Linked DNA regions of Mus musculus: regions 2 and 3 are each linked to region 1. Evidence: chromatin contacts called from public HiChIP or PLAC-seq and promoter capture Hi-C data. All regions are on one chromosome and are shown on one strand. The core of a region is the stretch at or near the end of the contact, and the rest is flanking DNA. Distances in the headings are between cores, read along the strand shown. Region 1 holds the start of Runx1t1 (RUNX1 translocation partner 1). Region 2 holds the start of Fsbp (fibrinogen silencer binding protein). Region 3 holds the start of Rad54b (RAD54 homolog B (S. cerevisiae)).

Region 1 (3,707 bases), core at 99-2,598:
GCATTGCTAGTCCCCTGAACAACAGCAACGGAAGTGCAATCCTGGGCAAACTTGTCCTTTCTGCACACATATCAATAACGAGGAGAGCAGACTCCAAGACGTATCCTAAAGGGAAAACACTCTTCAAACAACTGGCGATACCTACACACAACTGTGGTTTCAGAAAGCTGGCAGATAATGTTTCAAAACACCATCTGGGAGGTGTGCAAACTCTGACCAAGCACGGCCTCTTCTGCCTGCCCTACCCAAATAATCTGCATGCGCCAGCCAGCTGGAGGATCTCTGTGTGCCCTGCCTTTATCTGCTCTGCATTCGGCACAGGACAATTTAGAGAGTTCTGGAGAGCAGCAGAGACAGCCCTTCTCCTGCAGCAGGCTTCACAAACACAGTTTTCCCTGGCAGCAATCACAGAAACACTTCAGTTTCCAAAGATAATATTTTTCTGGAGAATTGTCATACACTAAATTTCCAGGGACACAGGAATGTCACTAATTCAGCATACTTCTTCTAAATGACCCGATTTCAATTACTTACATGATAACATCTAAGGACTATGATTTAGAGCGAGAAATTCCTTCTAGTGCCAAAGCTGCCTTCATTTTCTTTGACATAAACAGCTCTTCAAAGACGTTCTCCAAGAATTCTACCATAATCTAAAAACTCTCTCCACAGGCAAATAACCAGCAAAGAAGTACAGATGATAGTCCAGAGACCCAGAACAGAAAACACTTCTCAGTGGAGCTAATCCCCTGTGTAAACTGCTCAGGCAAACATCCACGGCTTCCTTCCCCTCAGTTTCAAAGGAGTATCTCCCCATATCCTACACCCCTAAATCCAGCTTTCTTTGTGTCACCTCCCAATCACACCTCTATCACCCCACAGCCTCTCCCTGCCCTCATCCAGTACAGCAGTCGTGGTGCAGTCGGCATTTTCCACGCGTTACAGAAAGTAAAGCTTCCTTCCTTGCAAGAAAAGAGGACTCACTCACCAGGCATCCCGGAATCCAGCGTGTAACACACTGAAAGCAACTCTGTGTTAAGAGGGAGCGCGATGCGGGCTCATGCCTCCTGTTCTGGAATGTGCGGGGCGGTGGAGAGGAGGGCCATCAGAGGGGCTGGGGCGGCATGGCCCGAGGCAGGGTGCTGGGCGCGTGCGCCTGCCAGGCAGAGACAGATGGAGAGCTGACACTCCGGATTGCACTTGGAGCAGAAATGTGCAGGATGACAGGAACACATGTGGCCTTGAACCCAGCCCTGTCTCTTCAGGCAGAACAATGACAGGGACGTGTGTACAAAGTATCACAACTCCTGTCTCCCTTTCTCCACTCTTCCTCCTGCCCCAGTTCCAGAGCACCAAAAAGCAGAAAGTGAAATGCAGAAAGATAAGCTAAATGCTGAATAATTCATTCACTATCACCACCCCTTCCCAGCTCCAAGTTAACCCTTATTTTGCCAAAAGATGGCAATGTTGACCTGACCCCAACTCACACTGAAAGCTGTCCTTCATCTTCTAATTTTAACAGGCATTACTGGGAAGTTTGGTTTAAAACAAACAAGGGCACAGACCACAAAGCTTTTTTTATTGATCTGGAAACCCCAAACAACCTAAAAACCTCTTGTAAGACCGGGCTGTGCCAGTTCATCGCCCAGCACAAAGTATGAGCAGAACACTTCCAGCTTCCCAGTAGCGTGGGTCAAACAGAACACTTTTTTTCTGAGGCAGAATCTAACCGTTTTTAGTTCACTACAGTGCTTTCAATCCACTGGGCTCCCAGGTTGATTTGCTCCAAACACTTTCAGCTTACTTTCCTCTACTTTACATAGAGATCCACAGGAGACAAAAACAAACTCTTCATTGTAATGCCTTTTCAAAAGCTAAACAATCATGCCTTTTTGGGAAGGGGTGCTGGGGGGGGGGGTGCAAGGGGGGCTGGGGGGGGAGACACCCTTAAATGTTTCTCCTGACTGTGAATAACACATACCCAGCCTGGTTCAATGGACTCTTCCCTATTAAGCTTTAATGGACACCATGATATATAAAACTGGGAGCCTTTGTTACAGTGCTTTATCTAAAGCTGCCTATTTCCTTCCCAGCAGTGTGTCTTCAGTCCTTTGTAAAACATCCTTGCCTCATAGGAGAAACACAAGCCTGCCTGCCTGCCTGCCTTGCCCGCCTGTTTCTAAACACACAAAGATGCCAGGCAGAAGGAAAACATTATTCTCTTCTAAAACTCTTCTTCACAATTTAACACTTGGGAACTCTTCTCTGGGTCTGTGTTTGATTGTTTGTTTTAACAACAGGGCTCACATGGTGGTCAAGCCCTTGGGCTCTCTACCTTTCCAGTGTACAGCCAATCCACTAGACACACACAATTCTACTAAACAATTCTACTCAGGACTGACCAGCCAGCCAGCTCAGTGACCATGAAGAGGGACCGGCCCCTTTAACTCTTGCTATTCTGGCAGTGGTCCATGTGTCCTTTGCTTATTCGACATTTTCCATAAGCTTTCATCAGGTTGATTTTTCTCCCCTCCTTGCTGCCTTCAAGAACTACTAACAGACCCCATCTGAAAACAGGCAGTGATTTTGACCTCTACCCACTGCCTCCCTGTCCCTTCGCCTGAGAGGGCTTCAGAGCACATGCACACAACACACACCTTGCACAAACGAAAAATATATCATCTTTGATAAACAGCATCGATCAGTAAGAACTTCTACAGCCCCTGAACGCTGAACCTGAGAAGGGCTGCTTCAGCCAGTGAACCCCTCAAAAATCCATCTCTGTCAGAGACAACTTGTAAAAAGACGACAATTCATAGTGATTACTCTGTTCTGTCAAGAATAGTATACTACACTCTATTTATGAGGGCAATCTTTTTGTTCATCTTAGTTGGGTGTCACTTGTAATGAGGTTCTGTGTAATGGATTTCAGTTCTGTTAAGCAGCAAGCTCAAACATTCTTGTGACAGAAATTGTTATAGCATGCATGAGTGTGATCACCAATTAAGTGCTGGCATAAGGGCCTTTATGGAATCCAGAATCCTAAATCTGAAGACTTCCATTTTTTTAAGGAGTAGTTTTGAAAAGCCATTCAATGCTACACACCAATTTTTTTTTTCTTTAATACTATACCTATGGAAGAAAGAAAACATTTTCACAGTGGGGCACCCAACCTTTCATCAATATGCACGGTGAATCACTTCTAAAATAGAAAGTCATATGACAAAATGCAATACACGTCAAGAAAACTGGATGATATCTGGTTTCAAAACTGGGTCTTAATATCGGTACACTCCAAGGCCTGAAACTACAGCTCAGAAAATTGAACTTCCATATGCTGTGTGATTATGTATCTTTTCTATGTGTAAAAAGGCTTTTTAAGCTGTTATCTGACTACAGTAATTGCCACTTTAAATTGATCCACGTCAACAAAACCTGGATCCCCGGAGATTCTCACCTTCAAGTCTGATTGCAAAAAGGGCCTGGCTGAGCATGCATCTGAGGCTGGTTCAGCGTTTTCTCAAGGAGTCTGTCCCTTGCTTTCACCTAGAGACAGGCAAAGCTGCAGCCCCATTTGGCATCTCTCCCTGAACTGGGAAACCTGGACATGTATAGATACAGTTACTTAGGCAGAAATAACTTTCCCTTTAATAAAATGAGTACAAAGAGCCAAGATCTCTAACATCCAAACTGTATAATAAAAATAG
Region 2 (3,278 bases), core at 747-3,246, 2.2 Mb after region 1:
TTAAGCAGGTACCTACTCATGTGCTCTTCTGTATTCACTGTATATTTTAAATGTCATCAACTAAAATCACAGTATCTATGTATCATTTCCAAATTACAAAAATCTAAATTTAATACCCAAAAGGTATAGTTTTATACCAGTAAAACAAAAGTCATTTCTCTTCAGGCTATTTTTGAAAAGAGCAAAATTTAAAACAAGTAGTCCAGTGTCAAACGCTTTTACTGTGGAGATTACCCATCCAATAGATTACCCAATAGAATCTCATTGCCATCACAGTGAAAATTTCTCGCAGTGGTCGAAAGAATTAACCCCCTGCACAGCCATGTCCTGAATTCCCAGATGCAGTGCTTTTTTAAAAAAAAAAAAAATCACATAAAAATAAGCAGTATAGGGTAAAACACTAAAAAATATCTTTTAATGTTACCAAAACAACAGACAGTTTCAGCTAAAATGTTTTCTCCCCTAACTTCAAAAAGTCCCACAGGTAGTCAGCAATTTTGCTTATCTAACGCCTCTCCTAGAGCAGCAAAGCACTTGAGTCTTTGTTTGAAAGGGCCTTCAACTAATAGAGCTTGCAGTTTGTGTAAAGTACCCTAAGTCAGTCAGTAGAAAGGAAAGGAGCTGCCATTTTTATCTTATGTCAAGAATTAAATTTAAATTGATCACAGGTAACAGCTTTTAAAATTTTTAGGCAAACAATCATACCTAACGCAAACTGTTTTCAATCCCTATTTCAGTTGCCCTTATTAAATGTGAGTCTTATAAGTTACAGAGGGCAGTATGAGAAAGTTTACCTTCCCTATGAGCCAATGTCAGAGTGGAACTAGACCATTAGCCAATTACACTTTACTCTGTTATGTAACTGGAACCCCTTAGCTAGCTATTAAGCTCCTTTCGTCAATGTGTCTGTCTTACCAACTTCAAACACACTAGAGAAACAAAACAGTCTTCACTTAGAATCAATCATGTTATCTATCAAGGAAGTTTTGTTACTTTAGTGCATATTCAGGAAATATACACAGTAATAATTCATAAAAAAACAAAGTCCCCATTTGCTCCCAAAACTACTAACTTCATATAACTTTTATGTAAAAAAATTTTTTTTTAATTTCAATGACATGTAATCTTTAAAAAGAATAATTTCTCACAGAAGCAAGTAATCTAATTTTAAGGCTTACAAGTTTATGAGATATAATCAAAGTATATAATAAATGTGTAAAAATGTCATAGTAAAACCCATTACTTTATACACTCTACGCTATGAAGGCTTTAAAGTTCACTTAGTGATGTCACAGCTTCATCCCATCAATTCTGCCTTAACTTTTACTTGTGGAATCGGCAGGATGGAGGGAAAGCAGCTGCAAGCTGTCCTAACAGAGAACTCCTCAGAGCTTTACTTTTTTTTTTTTTTTTTAAGAAAGCAAAACAAAGACACTGTTCACGGCTCCCCTTGTGGGGACGCTCGCTATGCACATGTCTAGCACAGCTAAGCCAGAGCCCAAGAGATAGGAGGCGCCATAATTCCCACAACAAAATAAAATAAGGCTTACCTCTGTATGTGGCTCCTGTCTCTTATGAGGCCGAAGCTGGCAATCTGGGGAATCATTTCCATGACTTGCTTGGTGGGCTCCGAAACACTGCTTTTAAACTCAGACTGGGCCTCCTTTTGCTGCAATAGCTCCTGTTTGGCATATTCTTTGAGCCTTTTGTAAAGGCTGCGTAGGCCCTGAGCTGTGCGAGGAGGGCGGTCTACTCCAATCGCATTATAGTTAACTGCTATGACATCCCAACATCTATTCTTTTCCACTATTACTGAATTTTTATTAGTGTGCTCTTCGAGAATTTTCACATATGGCTTCACAAGGTTTAGCAAATCAAGCTTTTCAGATAAGGTAAAATTGGAAGATCTAGCCTTTCCTACCATTGTTCTTTTGGAATTAAGTAGGCCGTTTCTGAAACCACCATGCAGCCTTCAGCTCTGCTCAGCTCTTTTCACAAACAGAAAGATCAGGCTTAACTAGGCTAGCCTCATTTAGGCCCACGCCTACAGGGGAGGGCTTATTAAAATTCCTCCAGCTTAAGCTGACTTACGCAGGTTCAGGAAAGCCGCTTAAGCCAAGCCTGACCTACATAAAGCTAGCTTCTCACAGAAGGCAGGAGAGCACAAGCAAAACACACTTGTGTATACAGGGAGCAGCTCCAGATAGGATTTAATGCACAAAGGTCTGGAGATAAGCAGGAACCACAGCTTAAAATGAGCTAATTTAGTGAGAATATCACATTTCCACGCATGTATGCTGGCAGAGGGGCTGAAACAGCACCGCAGTCACTTTAATAAAAACAAAAGAGGAACTGTTCTGTGTTATTTGTTTACAAATCTAGTAGACCGAAAAACACAAGACACCAGGCAGGGGTGAACGTGGCGGTTCCTGACAAAGCTCTAATCACTGCCTCTGAGCTGGGTGTTCTCCCTTACAGACTCTGCATACTGCTGGTCCTGCTGTCAATCAGGAATTGCATAGCCTCTAGCTAGTTAGGTTACACCAGCTCAGACTGCAGGAAAGCTAAGCTTCCTCGTCGTCTCCAGCGGATAGTATCCTCTGCATAATTGTGTTATTCAAGGACAAGTGTTTACTGAATACTAGATATAAAACCCAGATAAAAATATTCGCTATTACTCTACCTGTATCGTACGTAAATATGCTATCCTGCTTTATCATGTGTAAAAATTAATGGTGAGAAATGGCATGATCATGTACAAACAAAATCGTGTTTCTATTAAAGCAATGTCTTGTTTATCTTAATCACACCACATGGACTATGAAAAGGAACACCTAATCTAGCTATGAGTTTTCCTGTTTAATGCTAGTCTGAAGCACGTGATCATCATGAAAACAAAGCAAGCTCATTTCCTCCCGGTGTGCTTGTCCAGATAGGGGATTACCTGGAACGGATGAAAGACGTGAGGTGCAGCAAGTGCTTAACACGTTCAAGGCCCCAGCTTTAATCTCCAGCGCCTCAAAACTAAAGAAATAGTAAAGAAAACGCAACTTGAACATGTTTGATTCAGGCAAAGACCGGCAAGACAGCTCATCTGGTGAAAGCATGCTGCCAAGGCCCACAGCCTGCCCTTGATCCCTAGGCTCACATGGTGGAAGGCAAAACCAACTCCCAAAGCCGCGGCCGCATGCAACTAAGCAAGTGCTGTTTAGGAGGTAAGAGCAACTCTGTACAACAGTTAAGCAAACCTACACCAATGGTCCTGACCACAGCTCAAG
Region 3 (3,350 bases), core at 268-2,767, 2.2 Mb after region 1:
TCTGTGGTTTCTTCAAATACAAACCATCACTACAAGCACAACCTTAAAGCAAATTATGAAACTGGTGCTTTGTTGATCTAATTTGTTGATGCATTTAAAAGTAAACTACAGGGGCTGGAGAGATGGCTCAGCGGGTAAGAGCACTGACTACTCTTCCAGAGGTCCTGAGTTCAATTCCCAGCAACCACATGGTGGCTCACAACCATCTGTCATGGGATCTGATGCCCTCTTCTGGTGTGTCTGAAGACAGCTACAGTGTACATAAAATAAATCTTTTTTTTAAAAAGGTGAACTACAGAAATTAGTTTATTTCCCAAAACATATTAGCATCTTTACTAGTTTGTTTTGTTTTCTAGGACAAGGGCTCTCTATAGATCCTAGACTGGCTCTGAACTTGAGATCTTCCATCTCCGACCGGCTCTAGCTGGTTTGTAAACTAGTTTTGCTGAGACCTTTTTTACAGGCCCTAGATGTAAAGCCACTTGGCAGCTCTATTGAAATGCTGCGATTTCTGAGGCTTGTAACACGCTACGGCTGAGATTAGGTCTCCCAAGGAAAACGGCCAGCCCAGGCTGATATCTGGAGCACATCATGTTTGCCTTAATAACTGTGCACCAATGACCTTCCCAGCAGGTGATTCTGCAGTTAGCTTAAATCCGTGTCTCCTCTTGTGTCTTATTCACTCTTAATCACACTCAAGCATACGACTATGCAACGGTGAGATTAATTTAAGAATTCAGAACAAAGCTTGACACACAGTACTCAAATACTTTCTGTAATATTATTACTTATAATTACTGTTGCCTGTTTAATCCACAAAATCCTATGAAATCAGAAACAACAAAGGTCCCAGGAGAGGAAAGACAAGAGGGATTATAGAATCATAGCCAGAATCTCTGCCTTCCTCTGGACTACATGGGGAAGAGGGTGTGGCAACTTCTAGGATGCAAGAAAATAAATAAAACTCCAACAGCTAGCAACAGGCCTTGCTATTTCTGCTTTTTGGCTTCCAGCCACGTTGGGTAATAAGATTTCCATTTCATACTGTAAATTCCCCTTAGACTTTGGGACTCCAATCTACCTACCTACAAAATCCTCCATAATTAATGTAAATGGTGTGTTTTTGTTTGTTTGTTGAAACCAGGAGCGGAGAGAGGGCGAGAGAGAACTAGTGGGTGGGTAATTCGCCTAGGGGAGGTGCTAGATGGTTCCACAAGCTCTTGGCTGACACCTGATGTTCTCTGGCCCCAGGCGGCCTCGGGGGCCGTGGCCTCCGAGATCGCTCGGCCCGCAGGACCCGCCCCCCTGCCCCCTGCCCAGCCAGCGAGGGCGCTCCCGCCGCCTCGCCCAGCTCCCCGGGACCCGCGCCATCCTGCACCAGGCCCCGCACGCGCCTCCCCGGGCCTCCGCTGCAGAGACCTACCCCGCAGGCTGACCGAAATCGCGAGCGCCCCGCAGCAGGTACCAACGCCTGCCGCCGACCAGCTCGAGCTTCCCGCCTTCCTACAGCCAACCACGGGCCGGGCGCCGAGCATGCGCACCACGGCGTGCAGTGCTGGTCCCGCCCCCGACTCTGATTGGACAACCGTTGCAGGTACCTTTGCACTTCCTTTTACGTGGGTCTAGGTTTGGTTCCGGTTGACTGCTAGATCTAAAACGAACCGATTTGGTTTCAGTCTTCAGGTCCTAGCTGAGGCGATAAGCCTCACAACTTAAATCAATAAATTAGGATTCGGATCATAGAAGTGTGTGCACCACTGAGGTACACGAAATCCTGTTACTCAAGTGACACTGAGCTACAGTAGTTGCAGCCCCTGTTTTACAAGCCCTTTTAAGGTCTAGGAGTATAAAAACAGATGCGTGATTATTGGACTCTCGTGAAAAGGAGAAGAGCTCCTTTAAACTTAAAAAAAAAAAGACACTATCTTAAAGTATTGTAGACAAGGTCTTGATAGACAAAGTCTTGCTGATCCTTCTGCTCTAAGAATTCTGGAGATAGATCCTTTGAAAAGAGAGAGTGGTTAAAGGTCATTCACTAGATTTTATACACGTTTGACAATTAAAATGCATCCTGTTCTGGTGTCTCTGGACACTGCACACATGAAGTACACCAACTTAAGTGCCTGCAAAACACCCATAGACATAAAACTTAAGTAGACCCTTCCTCCGAAAACAAGGTTTTTTAGAAACCTTTGACCAGTCTAACTTCAGAAGCCACCAGTGTTGTATATGACCGTTGTAAGATATTTAGTGATTTTTTTCTCTTAAGATGCACACACTCACACACACTCACTCACACAATTAGCGATGCAGTTTCTATTAAAGCCTTGCTTAAATCTACATTAACATCTCTTAACTCAAATTTGGCTTCCCACTGACTTCTGAAATTATTTTCTTTGGCAAAGTTAAGAAGCACAGCCTCATCTGAGCAGAGGTCTCTGGTGAGACCCCTCCGGCCGCTGCAGGTGGAAAGCTGTTGTTTGCTGCTACTATGGTGCCTCTCTTTCCACGGGGTGAAGTCAGGTATGCTGGCACACACTTATAATCCCAACACTCAGGAGGTTAAGGCAGAAGGATCACCATAAGAGAGCAGCCTGGGCTACATAGCAAGACTGTCTCAAAAAGCAAACAGGCAGACACATAAATAAGTAAATAGTCTTGTTAAAATGACATAGACACAAAAATTCTACGCATTAATGGGCACCATGAGACGCTTTTACTTGTGTATGTATTGTAATCAAGGTAAACACACCTACCGCTTTAAATTCTTATTTTTTTTTTAGGGTGAAAACTTTGGAAACCCTTCCTTCTGGCTTTTTGAGATATACTGTACAACTCTCTCTGCAGTCACCCTGCTATGCAACCTCGTGCTAAAATTCTTCTAGCTTTCTGAGTGTGAACTAAAGTTTCTTCTTCATAGTTAGCATTTCACTTCATCTGAAAAGCTACAGGTACAAAGATTAAATATGGACATTTTTCTATGGCTTATTTGTATCTCATGTGCACTGCTGCTTTGCCTGCATACATGCCTGTGTGAGGGTGTCAGAAGCCCTGGAACTGGAGTCACTGACAGGTGTGAGGTACCATGTGGGTGCTGGCAATTAAACCCAGGTTCTCTGCAAGAGCAGCCAGTGCTCTTAACTGCTGAGCCATCTCTCTAGCCCCTTTATAAACATTTAAATATAGGCGTTTTGTTTTTTAAGTTCAGTCAGTAGCAGTTTTAAGTACAAAGCAAACAATGTAATAAGGTTCTCTATCCCCTTTCCACTACACACACACACACACACACACACACACACACACACACACACTCACCTAGACAAAGTATCACTGTGCAGCCCAGGCTGACC

Evidence for each region. Promoter capture Hi-C pulls out the DNA fragments that hold promoters and counts their contacts. HiChIP or PLAC-seq counts read pairs in DNA pulled down with a chosen protein or histone mark.
Region 2: an H3K27ac HiChIP or PLAC-seq map of embryonic stem cells shows a contact between it and region 1, with 12 times the contacts expected there. The contact joins the promoter of Fsbp here to the promoter of Runx1t1 in region 1. A contact is called at or near these places in 2 of 39 promoter capture datasets (the 3T3-L1 cell line and cranial neural crest) and 1 of 115 datasets of contacts at active chromatin or transcription factors (embryonic stem cells).
Region 3: a promoter capture Hi-C map of the 3T3-L1 cell line shows a contact between it and region 1, with 9 times the contacts expected there. The contact joins the promoter of Rad54b here to the promoter of Runx1t1 in region 1. A contact is called at or near these places in 2 of 39 promoter capture datasets (the 3T3-L1 cell line and hippocampal neurons).

Annotation. Positions count from the first base shown.
Region 1 is chr4:13,782,423-13,786,129 of GRCm38.p6, reverse strand. It overlaps Runx1t1 (RUNX1 translocation partner 1), which reads right to left and starts at 1,348. Exons shown (of 11, transcript NM_009822.3): 1 at 989-1,348. The coding sequence starts at 995.
Region 2 is chr4:11,578,380-11,581,657 of GRCm38.p6, reverse strand. Fsbp (fibrinogen silencer binding protein) reads right to left here and starts at 1,996. Exons shown (of 2, transcript NM_001256142.1): 1 at 1,551-1,996. The coding sequence starts at 1,924. All of the region lies in intron 3 of Rad54b (RAD54 homolog B (S. cerevisiae)), which reads right to left.
Region 3 is chr4:11,557,087-11,560,436 of GRCm38.p6, reverse strand. Rad54b (RAD54 homolog B (S. cerevisiae)) reads right to left here and starts at 1,517. Exons shown (of 15, transcript NM_001039556.3): 1 at 1,424-1,517. It overlaps LOC115489931 (predicted GPI-anchored protein 58), which reads left to right and starts at 618. Exons shown (of 3, transcript XM_030253962.1): 1 at 618-633; 2 at 1,145-1,594. The coding sequence starts at 618. Gm35693 (a long non-coding RNA gene) reads left to right here and starts at 1,611. Exons shown (of 3, transcript XR_390401.4): 1 at 1,611-1,762; 2 at 2,406-2,523; 3 at 2,784-2,985.